Linked DNA regions of Macaca mulatta: region 1 is linked to region 2. A link is a contact called in public Hi-C data. All regions are on one chromosome and are shown on one strand. The core of a region is the stretch at or near the end of the contact, and the rest is flanking DNA. Distances in the headings are between cores, read along the strand shown. Region 1 holds the start of KLHDC4 (kelch domain containing 4). Region 2 holds the start of MTHFSD (methenyltetrahydrofolate synthetase domain containing).

The links. A called contact is a pair of places that touch in the nucleus more often than the background predicts.
Region 1: a Hi-C map of cortical neurons shows a contact between it and region 2, with 5 times the contacts expected there. The contact joins the promoter of KLHDC4 here to the promoter of MTHFSD in region 2. A contact is called at or near these places in 2 of 14 Hi-C or Micro-C datasets (cortical neurons and fetal cortex germinal zone).

What each region holds. Positions count from the first base shown.
Region 1 is chr20:83,151,230-83,157,215 of T2T-MMU8v2.0, reverse strand. KLHDC4 (kelch domain containing 4) reads left to right here and starts at 2,967. Exons shown (of 11, transcript XM_077986645.1): 1 at 2,967-3,161.
Region 2 is chr20:81,931,494-81,937,331 of T2T-MMU8v2.0, reverse strand. MTHFSD (methenyltetrahydrofolate synthetase domain containing) reads left to right here and starts at 4,405. Exons shown (of 8, transcript XM_077986619.1): 1 at 4,405-4,608.

The sequences.
Region 1 (5,986 bases), core at 1,718-4,217, 1.2 Mb before region 2:
CTGTCTTTCTCAGTAATGAGAATTTCCATCTCACGTAAATCACCATGATGCCTGTAATCCAAGAGCCTTCTAATTTAGCTTCAAGCTTCTTTCAGATAATAAAAGTATTAAACCCCGTGTCCACCAGATCCTCCTAAATCTTCCATAGGTCGTACGCTCCGCCTCTCTCCGGCCTGAAGTGGGTGCCACTGTAATGTACTGTAGACAGATGAGCTGTGAATGAAGGGCCTTTCTGCTTCAAGTGCATGGCCTCAGGGTTACCCAGGATTTTTAGAAAAATGTTAAAGGATTAGGTATGTTCTTAAAGTCATAGCACACTAGAGGGGACAGAACTATTTCCCCAGGGCGATAGTGAGGAGTTAGCCTTTTGTAGCTCATCATAGAAGATAATCATGCCTGGATGCCCAGGCCGGCTTTCTGTGAAATTCTCCTGCTCCTTTCTGCTCAGCTTCTAACTGGTTCTTTTTTTTTTTTTCTCTACCACCACACAGGTTTCCTACAAGCAGTGCTGGAGACCCTGGTGGCCTTCAACCCGTTCTATCTTTTCTTCTCATTATTTCCCTTAATTTCATTTTTCTTCTTGAAGAACTAGGTTTATGGACAAGGCTTGGAGTTGGTTGGAAAATCATTCCTCCTTGGCTGCTCGGTGACTAGTCATTGATTGGATCTAAGGTAACTTCTTTCTTTTTTTTTTTTTTGAGACAGTTTCGCTTTTGTTGCCCAGGCTGGAGTGCAGTGGCACGATCTCGGTTCACCGCAACCTCTGCCTCCCGGTTCAAGCAATTCTCCTACCTCAGCCACCTGAGTTGCTGGGATTAGAGGCGTACACCACCGGGCCTGGCTAATTTTTTTGTATTTTTGTAGAGATGGGGTTTCACCATGTTGGCCAGGCTGGTCTTGAACTCCTGACCTTGTGATCTGCCTAACTTGGCCTCCCAAAGTGCTGGGATTACAGGCGTGAGCCCCTGCACCCAGCCGAGTTAACTTCTTCTTCTTCTTTTTTTTTTTTTTTTGAGACAAAGTTTTGCACTGTCGCCCAGGCTGGAGCGCAGTGGCGCGATCTCGGCTCACTGCAACTTCTGCCACCTGGGTTCAAGTGATTTTGCCTCAGCCTCCTGAATAGCTGAGACTACAGGTGTGTGCCACCACACCTGGCTAATTTTTTTTTTTTTTTTTGTATTTTTAGTAGAGACAGTGTTTCACCATATTAGTCAGGCTAGTCTTGAATTCCTGACCTCGTGATCAGCCCGCTTCGGCCTCCCAAAGTGCTGGGATTACAGGCATGAACCACCGTCCTCGGCCTAAGACAATTTATTAAAGGCTGAGTCACACACAAAGTAATAAACTAGATTATTTCCTGATTTATGCTTTCCCGTTGCCAAATTTTGGCTTGTCCTTGTCCTTAATTTGCCTTATTCCTTGATTACCAGTCCAAAGATGACATCTTCTAAGGAATGATAAGCATTTTTACTCTGCTCTTTCAAATCATAACATTCCATACTCTGCAGATGATTTTGCCATTTCTTACATAATTTGAGGGAAATCCTAGAGTACAATTTCCTAGCAGGCATTTGGATCTTACCCATCTTTATTTCTCAGGCTCCACAAATTGAGTACCCTTGCAGGGTGCTATCATTAGCTCTAGCCTACCAATGAAGAAACAAAAGTCCTCCATGTTAGGATATTTGAGGACATGTCCTTAGCACCTAACGGTGTCTGGCACATTTTAAATGGGAAGGTGGAAGGGGCCATCTTTTTTCTTTTTTTTTTTAAGATGGAATTTCGCTCTTTTGCCCGGGCTGGAGTGAAGTGGCTTGATCTCAGCTCACTGCAACCTCTGCCCCCTGGGTTCAAGCGATTCTCCTGCCTCAGCCTCCCAAGTAGCTGGGATTACAGGTGCCCAACACCACGCCCGGCTAATTTTTGTATTTTTAGTAGAGACGGGGTTTCACCATGTTGGCTAGGCTGGTCTCGAACTTTCGACCTCGTCATCCACTCACCTCGACCTCCCAAAGTGCTAGGATTACAGGCATGAGCCACCGCGCTCAGCCGGGACTGTCTGTCTTAGGGTCTGCAAACTGTTGTAACTGTATTAATTTTTTTTCTAGGAAATGAGGCCACAGCACTCATTTGATTTGTCCAAGGGGAAAAAATGGGGTTAGCTCAAGAGTCACCCACTTAGGCAGTTCTACACAGGGCTAAGCAACGTGCCTTCACAGGGGGCACGTGCACCCTGGGAAAGCTGAAAGAGCGAATTAGCCGGGCATGGTGGGCTCCTGTGGTCCCAGCTCCTCAGGACGCGGAGGTTGCAGTGAGCCGAGATCGCGCTACTGCACTCCAGCCTGCGCAACAGAGCAAGACCCTGTCTCTAAAAATAAAAATAAAATAAAACTCAGAGGGCACGTCTCCTAGGACACGGGGACAGGCTAGGTGGGGGCACAGGGCGTGAGAATGGCGAGCATGGCCCGAGTATGTCACGCCGGGGCTGCCATCTTTTCTGTTTTTTGAAACAGGATCTTGTTCTGTCGCTCAGGCTGGGGTGCAGTGGCGCATTGCTGCCTGGAACTCCTTGACTCAAGCGATCTTCCCGCCTCAGCTTCCCGAAGAGCTAGGACCACTGGCGCGAGACACTACGCCCGTTTAATGTTTGTTTTTTTTTTCTTTTGTAGAGATGGGGCGGGGCGGGGCGGGGCGGGGGTGGGGGGGTGGTTCTCGCTTTGTTGCCCAGGCTGGACTCGAACTCCAGGACTCAAGCGATCCGCCGGCCAACGCCTCCCAAAGCGCCAGGGTTACAGGCATCAGCCATTGCGCCCAGGCCGGGTCATCTTCTCCGAGGCCTTATGCAGAGTTCGAGACCCGCCAACCCGCTGCGGAAGACCGAGCTCCAAGACTGAACCCCGTAGGGCGCCCAGCCGCACCTCCACCGGAAGCGACTCGAACTCGAGGCCGGAAGTGACTCCATTTCTGTGCGTCGAGCTCCGCCCCACGAGCGCCCGGTTTCGGGCGGAGAGCGCGCCCCGTTTGGTACCTTGGTGTCCTATCGCGGCTTGGGACCCGACAAGATGGGCAAGAAGGGCAAGAAGGAGAAGAAGGGCCGCGGCGCGGAGAAGACGGCCGCCAAGATGGAGAAGAAGGTGTCTAAGCGCTCGCGGAAGGAGGAGGTGAGCGAGTCAGACTGGGCCTAGGGGCCCGACGTGGCGGCCGTGCAGCCTCGTCCGACTGCCAGCTCCGCCCGGGGTTGCGGGTCGCCGTGGGAGCTGCGCCGGCCCCGCGGGAGAGCTGGAGGCCGTAGAAACTGCCCCGGCGCCGCGTCCGGGCAGCCTGGACGGGGCCCGCCCCCTCCCGAGTCTCCACGTGTGTCTGGCCGCTTCCGGGAGAGCGACGGAGCTGCCTCCTTTAACGTGCTTGCTTTTCTTCGTGTGGTGTCACGGGCGTTTTTCTGCGTTTCCTCCCACTCCTCCCTCCCTCTAAAGGTAGGCTGGGTGGTGAGAAGAGGCAGGGGTTTGGCGTAGGACGACCTGAGGTTGAGCCTGGGGCTGCCTCTGCAAGATGTGTGGCCTGGGAGTAAGACTCTTAACTTTTCTGAACCTCACCCTTCTCGTTTTTCTAAAGAGGACAGATAGTCATCACAGCGGCCCTGAGGAGTAAGCAGCAGATGGTTAAGTGAAGAAGGCCCTGGAGCCACGGGGTATCCCGTAGCAGCTGATGGCAGCCATCACGGTTGTCTCCTTCCCTCTGGTCCTCAGCCCAGGGTCTGCAGGAGGATCCGTCCTGAACTTGGGGTTGAGTGTTCTGCGGCTGCTGCTCTTGGGTTCGCTAACCGGGGGCAGTTTTATGGCCTGCCGTGTACCAGGCACAGCTCCCTGGGCTTTAATCCTCACAACCAGGTCAATTCCCTAGCACTGATATTCCCATTTGACAGGAAGTCAGACCAACAGGTGAACCATGAAGTGATATGGAACTGGAGTGTGACCAGATGTCCTGAATCAGGAGCTCTTGACCACATTCCTTTGTCCCTTTTGTTCCTGCGTCATTGATCTCTCCATGTCCTCATCTCTTAAATAATGGAGTTGGACTTTTCCCCTCACACTCCTCTTAGGCTCTGACTTTTTTTTTTTTTTTTTTTTTTTTGACGGAGTCTTGCTCTATCGCCCAGGCTGGACTGCAGTAGCATGGCCTGCTGGCCAGGGTTGTGGCACAGGAAGTCAGTTCATCTGTGTGGCATCTTCAGAATGGTGCTTGGCGGAAAGTAAGCACTCAGTAACCAGCTGTTATCTGCTTTCTGCTTTTTTTTTTTTTTTTTTTTTTGAGAAGGAGTTTCATCTTGTTGCCCAGGCTGGAGTGCTGTGGCGCGATCTTGGCTCACTGCAGCCTCCGCCTCCCAGGTTCAAGCGATTCTCCTGCCTTAGCCTCCCAAGTAGCTGGGATTACAGACATGCACCACCACACCGGCTAATTTTGTATTTTTTAGTAGAAACCGGGTTTCACCATATTGGTCAGTCTGGTCTCGAACTCCTGACTTCAGGTGATGCACCCACCTTGGCCTCCCAAATTGCTGGTATTACAAAGCGTGAGCCACCATGTCCTGCCAGTTACCTGTCATTTTTACTGATCTTCATGTCTCCCTCCAGTGCCCAATACTAAGGTGATTGTAACAGTAGCTTCCCTTAAGAGAGAGAGTCTATCAGTCCTGGGGTTTGTATGTTATCTTAATGAACCCTCAAAACAAACCTTTAAAATAACTGGTCGTCTGATTAGACTAGACCTACAGAAGATCATCTCTTTAAATTCAGCTGTGTCTGTAATGCAACCTAATCACAAGAGTGGTATCCTATTATTTTGCAGTCCTGGGAATTATTGGGGGAAGGGGGACCTTGGGGACAGCTTGGAATTCTGCTCCCACAGAACTCATGTATCAGGTCACCTGGTTCGCACCTTCACTTGGTGCTGGCCTCTGCCTGTCTTTCCACCTGTCTCCCTGGGCTCACTACAGCCACAATGCCTTTATTTTAGTGTCTCAAACATGCCAAGTTCTGTTTGTGGTCTTACCTGTACCCCAACCATACTCCGCCTGACTCGTCTTTTCAGCGTTCAGCTTATTGTCACTGTGGAGAGGCTGTCGCTGACTAGGCCACTGGTGTCACCCAGACCCTGCCACCTTGCTCTCCTTCAGCCCCCCAACGATGATGAGGTTCAGCCCAGGTTAAAGACTGCTGCCTTCCAGTAGCAGCAGCAGAGCTCTCCTGGCGCATAGATGCTGGGGTTTGAACTGTTTGTTTAACCTCGTTGAGCAAAACAAGTTGAAAGAATATACAGTATGATACCATTTAATGACATTTTATTTTTTGTTTTTATTTTTTTGAGATGGAGTCTTGCTCTGTCACCCAGAGCGAGTGTTGCAGTGGTGTGATCTCAGTTCACTGCAGCCTCCACCTCCCGGGCTCAAGCAGTTCTCCTGCCTCAGCCTCCCGAGTAGTTTGGGACTACAGGTGTGCGCCACGGTGCCGGCTAATTTTTGTATTTTTTAGTGGAGACGGTTTTACCATGTTGGTCATGGCTGGTCTCGAACTCCTGACCTCAAGCAATCCACCTGTCTCGGCCTCCCAAAGTGCTGGGATTACAGGCGTGAGCCACTGTGCCCAGTCTGTTTAATGACATTTAAAAATGTAAAACAATACTATGGCTGGGCCGAGGTGGCTGCCATAGGTCAGGAGATTGAGACCATCCTGGCTAACAAGGTGAAACCCCGTCTCTACTAAAAAAAAAAATACAAAAAATTAGCTGGGCGTGGTGGCAGGCGCCTGTAGTCCCAGCTACTCGGGAGGCTGAGACAGGAGAATGGCGGGAACCCGGGAGGCGGAGCTTGCAGTGAGCCGAGATCGTGCCACTGCACCTCCAGCCTGGGCGGCAGAGCGAGACTCGTCTCAAAAAAAAAAAAAAATTGTAAAACAATACTATATGTTGCTTAGGGATACACGTGTGTAAT
Region 2 (5,838 bases), core at 3,156-5,655:
TCACCTTGCCCCCATGACCTCCCCACTTCTCCTCGCTCATGTTCTCGGTGGCACAGGCCCCCCTGCCTGGTGTGGTCTCATTCGGTCTTCTGTCTGTTGTTCGGCTCACCACGCCCATACAGGGAAGACAGGCAGGGGCCTGGTCCGCCCTGTGCATGGCTCTGCTTGACACAGACTCCATGTTCTTAATTATACACTGAACAAATGGGACTTCAGAGATAGGCACCCCCTCCCCGGCTTCACTGCCTCCAGAACCGGAACTCACAGGCCTTGTCTCCCATTTGTGGTTCAACCCCAGAATTTGTTTCAAACATTTACCGGCACTTATTTTATAAAGGCAGACACTGCATAAGAAATGGGGAATCATCGTCAAGTGCTCCCTGGCTCCCAAGCTGTGTCAGGCGCACGGGTGATGACAGGCTGAAACTTTATTTTAGGCCATTGCACATAGAGAGCTCTCCCTGCGTTCCACGTGCTGTTCTCTGGGCTGCACGGATCCGGCACTTCACCATCACCAATGTGGAGAGGCGGATGCCAACGGTGCTTCTATCTCCACCCCACAAATGAAAAGCAAGGCACGGAGACGTTCAGTGACTCCCCCAGCCTCACGCAGCTGGAGAGCTGCAGACCTGAGATTTGAACCACTCAGGCAGCAGGGTCAAACCTCTACCGCGGTGCAGTCCCCGCCACAGGAAGGTGCAGGGAGGGAGGGGCCGGGCTGAGCAAGCCCAGAAGAATCAGAAAGGGGAGGCGGAGGCTGTGTGAGTTTCTGGAAGAAGTTAGTAACAGACTGGAGGCCCTTTCAGGTTCCAGCTTGAGCAAATGAAAATAACAATACCCACAGATTGCATGGAACATGCTTACACTAAAAATGAAAAAAAAAAAAATCACTTTATCTGAAGTTCAAGTTTAACTGGCAAACCTGTATTTCATCTGGCAACCTCTAATTTGAAAAAATTCTTCGAATATCTTTTCAGTTATTAGCTTATTAAACAATCTTACATTTTGTTAAGTTGGTTGGTGCAAAAGTAATTGCGGTTTTTGCCATGACTTTGAATGTAGATTGAAAGTACAATTGAAGCCACTAGATGTAGTTTCGGAGAACTGTGATGTTTAAAGTAGAGCGTACAAGGGAACACAGCTTGGAGATTCACAGCCGCGCTCTTCATGCCTAGGGAGACTCCCCATTTCCACGCTATTCCTTCCAGCCAGGTTCTAAAAGAGGGCTGAGGATTCATCAGATGCCTGTGACAAGCTTTGCAATCCTCCATGAACCTGCACAGGAATAGTTATAGCGGGTTTATGTGTATTTGCTAAAACATAGGGGCAACTGAGGGGTCCTGCAGTGGATGAATGGATAAATAAACCGTGGGACACCGAAACGATGGAGATTATTCAGCACTAAAAAGAGAGGACTGTCCGGCCATGGAAAGACATGGAGGAACCTTAAATGCATATTACTAAGTGGAAAAAGCCTGTTTGAAAAGGCTACACAGTGTATGATTCCAATTATATGACTTTCGGGAAAAGAAAAAGCTATGGAGAAAGAAAAAAGACCAGTAACTGCCAGGGGTTAGCAGGGAGGGAGGGAGGGAGGGAGGGAGGGAAGAAGAGGCAGAGCACACAGGATCTGTAGGGCAGTAAAAATATTCTGCATGATACTCCAGGGATGGGCACATGCCATTATGCATTTGTCAAAACCCCAGAACATACATAAAGCCTGAGCTCTAATGTAAACTATGGCTGTTGGATGGCAACAATGTATCAGTGTAAGTTCATTGATTGTAACAAATGTACCATTCCACTGCAGGATGTTGATAGTGGGGGAGGCTGTGTATAAATGCAGTGGCAGGGGTGGTATATAGAAACTCTCTGTACTTTCTGCTCAATTTTGCTGTGAAGTAAAACTTTTCTTTTTTTCTTTTTTTTGAAACAGAGTCTCGCTCTGTCACTCAGGCTGGAGTGTAGTGGCGCAATCTTGGCTCACTGCAACCTCTGCCTCTTGGGTTCAAGTGATTCTCCTGCCTCAGCCTCTCGAGTAGCTGGGATTACAGGCGCGAGCCACCACCCCCAGCTAATTTTTTGAATTTTTAGTAGAGATGGGATTTCACCATGTTGTCCATGCTGGTCACGAACTCCTGACCTCAAGTGATCTGCCCACCTCGGCCTCCCAAAGTGCTGCGATTACAGGTGTGAGCCACCACTCCCGGCCGAACCAAAACTTTTCTAAATGATAAAATCTACCGAAAAAAAAAAAAAAAAAATCCTGAAGTGCCCAAATGCAAATTTACATATGTGACTGAGTTTTAAGTATTTAAGTTAAAGTTCAATTGCGCCTTCTTTTTTAAAAAAATTTATTTTAAGTTATAGGATACATGCGCAGGATGTGCAGGTTTGTTACATAGGTAAATGCGTGCCATGGTGGTTTGCTGCTCCTGTCAACCCATCACCTAGGTATTAAGCCACACATGCATTAGCTATTTATCCTGAGAGCATCTTCCTTGCATAAAAGAGCCCGTTGATTTTTTCTAAGGGGTCTTTTATTACTATTTATTGTTTTTATTTATTATTACGTTTTTCAGAGAGGAGTTCTCGCTGTGTCACCCAAGTGGAGTACAGTGGTGCCATCATAGCTAACTGCAGCCTCAAACTCCTGGGCTCAAGTGACCTTCTGCCTCACCCCCTCAAGGAGCTGGGTGTAAATGCTTTTTGAGGCACTTCTAACTTGAAAACATGGTACGGAGGAACTGAAGAGAATGTCCTTCCTAGCACCACCTGCTTTCTAAAATTGCCACTGGCAGAATGTCCCTGGCGTCTTGTTACCCACTGGGGGCCATGCCAGGCTGTCCATCTGAGAGACTTGGGCTCTGTTTTCAGTACAGCTGGGGAACGGAATCCTGCACACACTTCCACCGCTGGGACCAAGGCTACTTGCATAAAAACACTCTGCAGATCCATGCTTCCATGAAAGGGGGAAAGGACATCCAACCTCTTTGAGAGATTTTATCACCTCCAAAATGATGTTTGCACTCCTTTTGCCAGCCTGGTGAAAGACAGACCCACCCACAAGCAGAACTAAGGGTCCTCGGTGTCTCTATATATTAATGTTGCGGACACCACACAGAAAGAGAGAGACAGAGTTATGATGGGACCCACAGGAGTTGCAAATAAGCACGTTGTCAGGGCTACATCACTGCTCTGTTCCTTCCCAGCTGGGAGACTCAGGCCAAGCTTCTTGAACATGTCTGAGCTTCTGTTGCCTCCTCCGTAGAAGGCGGGTCACATTTGCCTCTGACGGTTTGTTGTGAAACATATTTAGCTATGACTTTTAAGGCGCTAAGCTCAATGCCTGGCATATCGTAGCACTGCTAATTACCATCATTAATTATGTCCTAAGGAGGTCAAACGGCACAGTACCAGTTACCGGCAGACGTGAGTAAGTCGCTTGAACACGGAACACCATTTTCTGTATTGGTCAAGTGGGCAGGCATTCAGACGCTTTTGTCTGTCTCACAAGCGTGTTGTGAGGGTCTCATAAAGTTTTGGGCATGTAATTTCGAAAGGTGGCAGCCACGTTTTGAGTGCTTGTGATGTGCCAGGCACGTGGCTACGGGGATGCCTTCATTCGCTCAGGGAGCGGTTCCTAGTGGCTGGTCCCTGACGTGTGTGTGTGCTGGGTGGGGCTGGGGGATGTCTTCTTCCTAATAAGTGAATGCACCGCCAGGCTGAACGCCCTCGTTTTCTTCCCGCTGTACTGGGGCCTGGGAGGGCATGGACGTGATGGTCTGTGCAGCCTGGTCTCCTCGACCCTTAGGGTCTTCCCGACCCTTAGGTTGGCAAACACGAAAGACATAGACGAGCACACGCAAGCTGCCACGTTCGTTCTTTCTCAGGGTATGCAGAGGTCAGGGTAAGAATCCCTGACCTCTCGGGCGTTTCTCAAAGGATGGCCTCTGGCCGTCCGCAGCGCAGTCGCTGGGGCTGGGCTGGCTTCGAATCTCCATCTGCCTGACCCTTTAAAGAGCTGCCGGCTGAGTCCAAGTGTGAGCACACGAGGGTCTGCAGGGTCTCAAAGGAGGGAACCGCGTCCTGCAGGAGGAGCAATCAAGGCCGGCTTTCCGGAGGAGGCGGCCTCTAGGACTGGAAGAGGAGGTGGGATGTGTTTCAACCGGCAATGGGCCCCGAGAGGCCAGGGACTTGTTCTTTCAGTAACTCCAAGGCTTGGCAAAACGCCTGTCACGGGCGGCGCTCGACAATGACCAGCTAACAGCACGAACGACATGCCCGGGAGCGTCCCTGACGGTCCCCGGCACGGGTTTTACCCGCCCGCGCATGCGCGCCCGGGCCACGCCTGCTCAGCCTCCGCCCCTCCCGCCGTCGCGCAGGCGCGAAGCGGGTGACGTCACTACGCGCCAGACTCGGCGCCGGGAGATGTCGCGCGGTGACTGCGTCGCCATGGAGCCAAGGGCGGGTGAGGGGCGCGGCGCGGCGCCCGGGCGGCTGGGAATGGGGAGGGACGGCCGGGACCGGTGAGGGTCGAGGCGGGGCCACGGGGGCTGGCAGAGGATGGCGCAGAATCACCGGAGGCGGGCGAGGGGATCGGAGAGGGTCTGTGCTGGGTTCGGGTCCAACCAAATGAAGATAACGGGAAGACAAGGCGGGAGGGACACCTGCCGTTCACGTCGGGGAGCCTGTGGGCCCCGTGAGGTCGGGGAAACTGAGGTTCAGGGGCAGGATCGGAAGCCGGTTTGACTTACACGCGGGGGTCGCTTAACTGCTGTGGTCTTAACAGATGGTTGTGGAAGCCTTGTCCGCGCGGCCCTCTCTGGGCACTGGCGAGGCTTCCTCCGGTAGAGCCCCTGGCCTGTAGGAAGTCACTCGCTAGTGGGGGAAGGGGTGGATGATTGCTCGCAGGATTGCCTGGCAGATACCCATACTACTAGTACAAAAGGTGTGCCAGGGTCTGTTAAATGCCGGAACCCCAACTGTGAACAGGTCCACTCCCACCCATACTACGTGTGCAGGATGCACACAATACATAGACGGAGGGTGATCATATGCCGTCATGGTTAGAGTGACCTTTTGGGATGCCTGTCCTGTGCCAGGACTGAGCTGGGACTGGAGATTTAAGGGTGAATGAGACCCACGCTGACCCAGCAGGGCCCACAGCCTGCTGGGGGAGCAAACAGACAATTACAGAATAGGGTTCAGGCATTTCACACATTACTATGTGTCACCTTTTATTATTTTAATTATTTCTCATGTTTTTGTAACTTTCCAAAGGAAAGGCCCTGCCCTTTTCTTTTGCAATGACCCCTCCCCTTACCAGTTAGCCCATTGCTTTATTAGGGGGAATCACTGTTATGGGATTAATTGACTCCAGAGCAGGGGTCACAGTGTTACATTTCTTGTGTCCCACAGGGTACCCTGCGCAGGGCTGGGGATATTCCAGGCCCTCTGGGCTGTTAGTGAAAGTGAGGCATGCGGTAACCTTGTAGTAATTGTTCCAGTTTGGGAAAAAATAAAAACCCAAATGGTATGGGTACTCCTTAGATTTCTAAAGGAGGGTCATCTGCCTGAGACAGCACTCAAAGAGTGTTTCCTGGGGGAGGTCGAATCTAAGCTAGACCTGAGGGAGAGCAGAGGAGGTACAGGCCTGAAAGGGAGAGGGAGGTAGGCAGGTATGTTGGGGCCAGGGAAGAACAGTCCTTGAGCCACTTTTTGGATTCAGAGTGAGGAATGACAGGAGATGAGGCCAACATGGTCATCTAATTATTAATCCCACACTAATAAAGGGGATTGCAGTCAGTTATCCAAAATAATAGCTGTCTTAGAGAT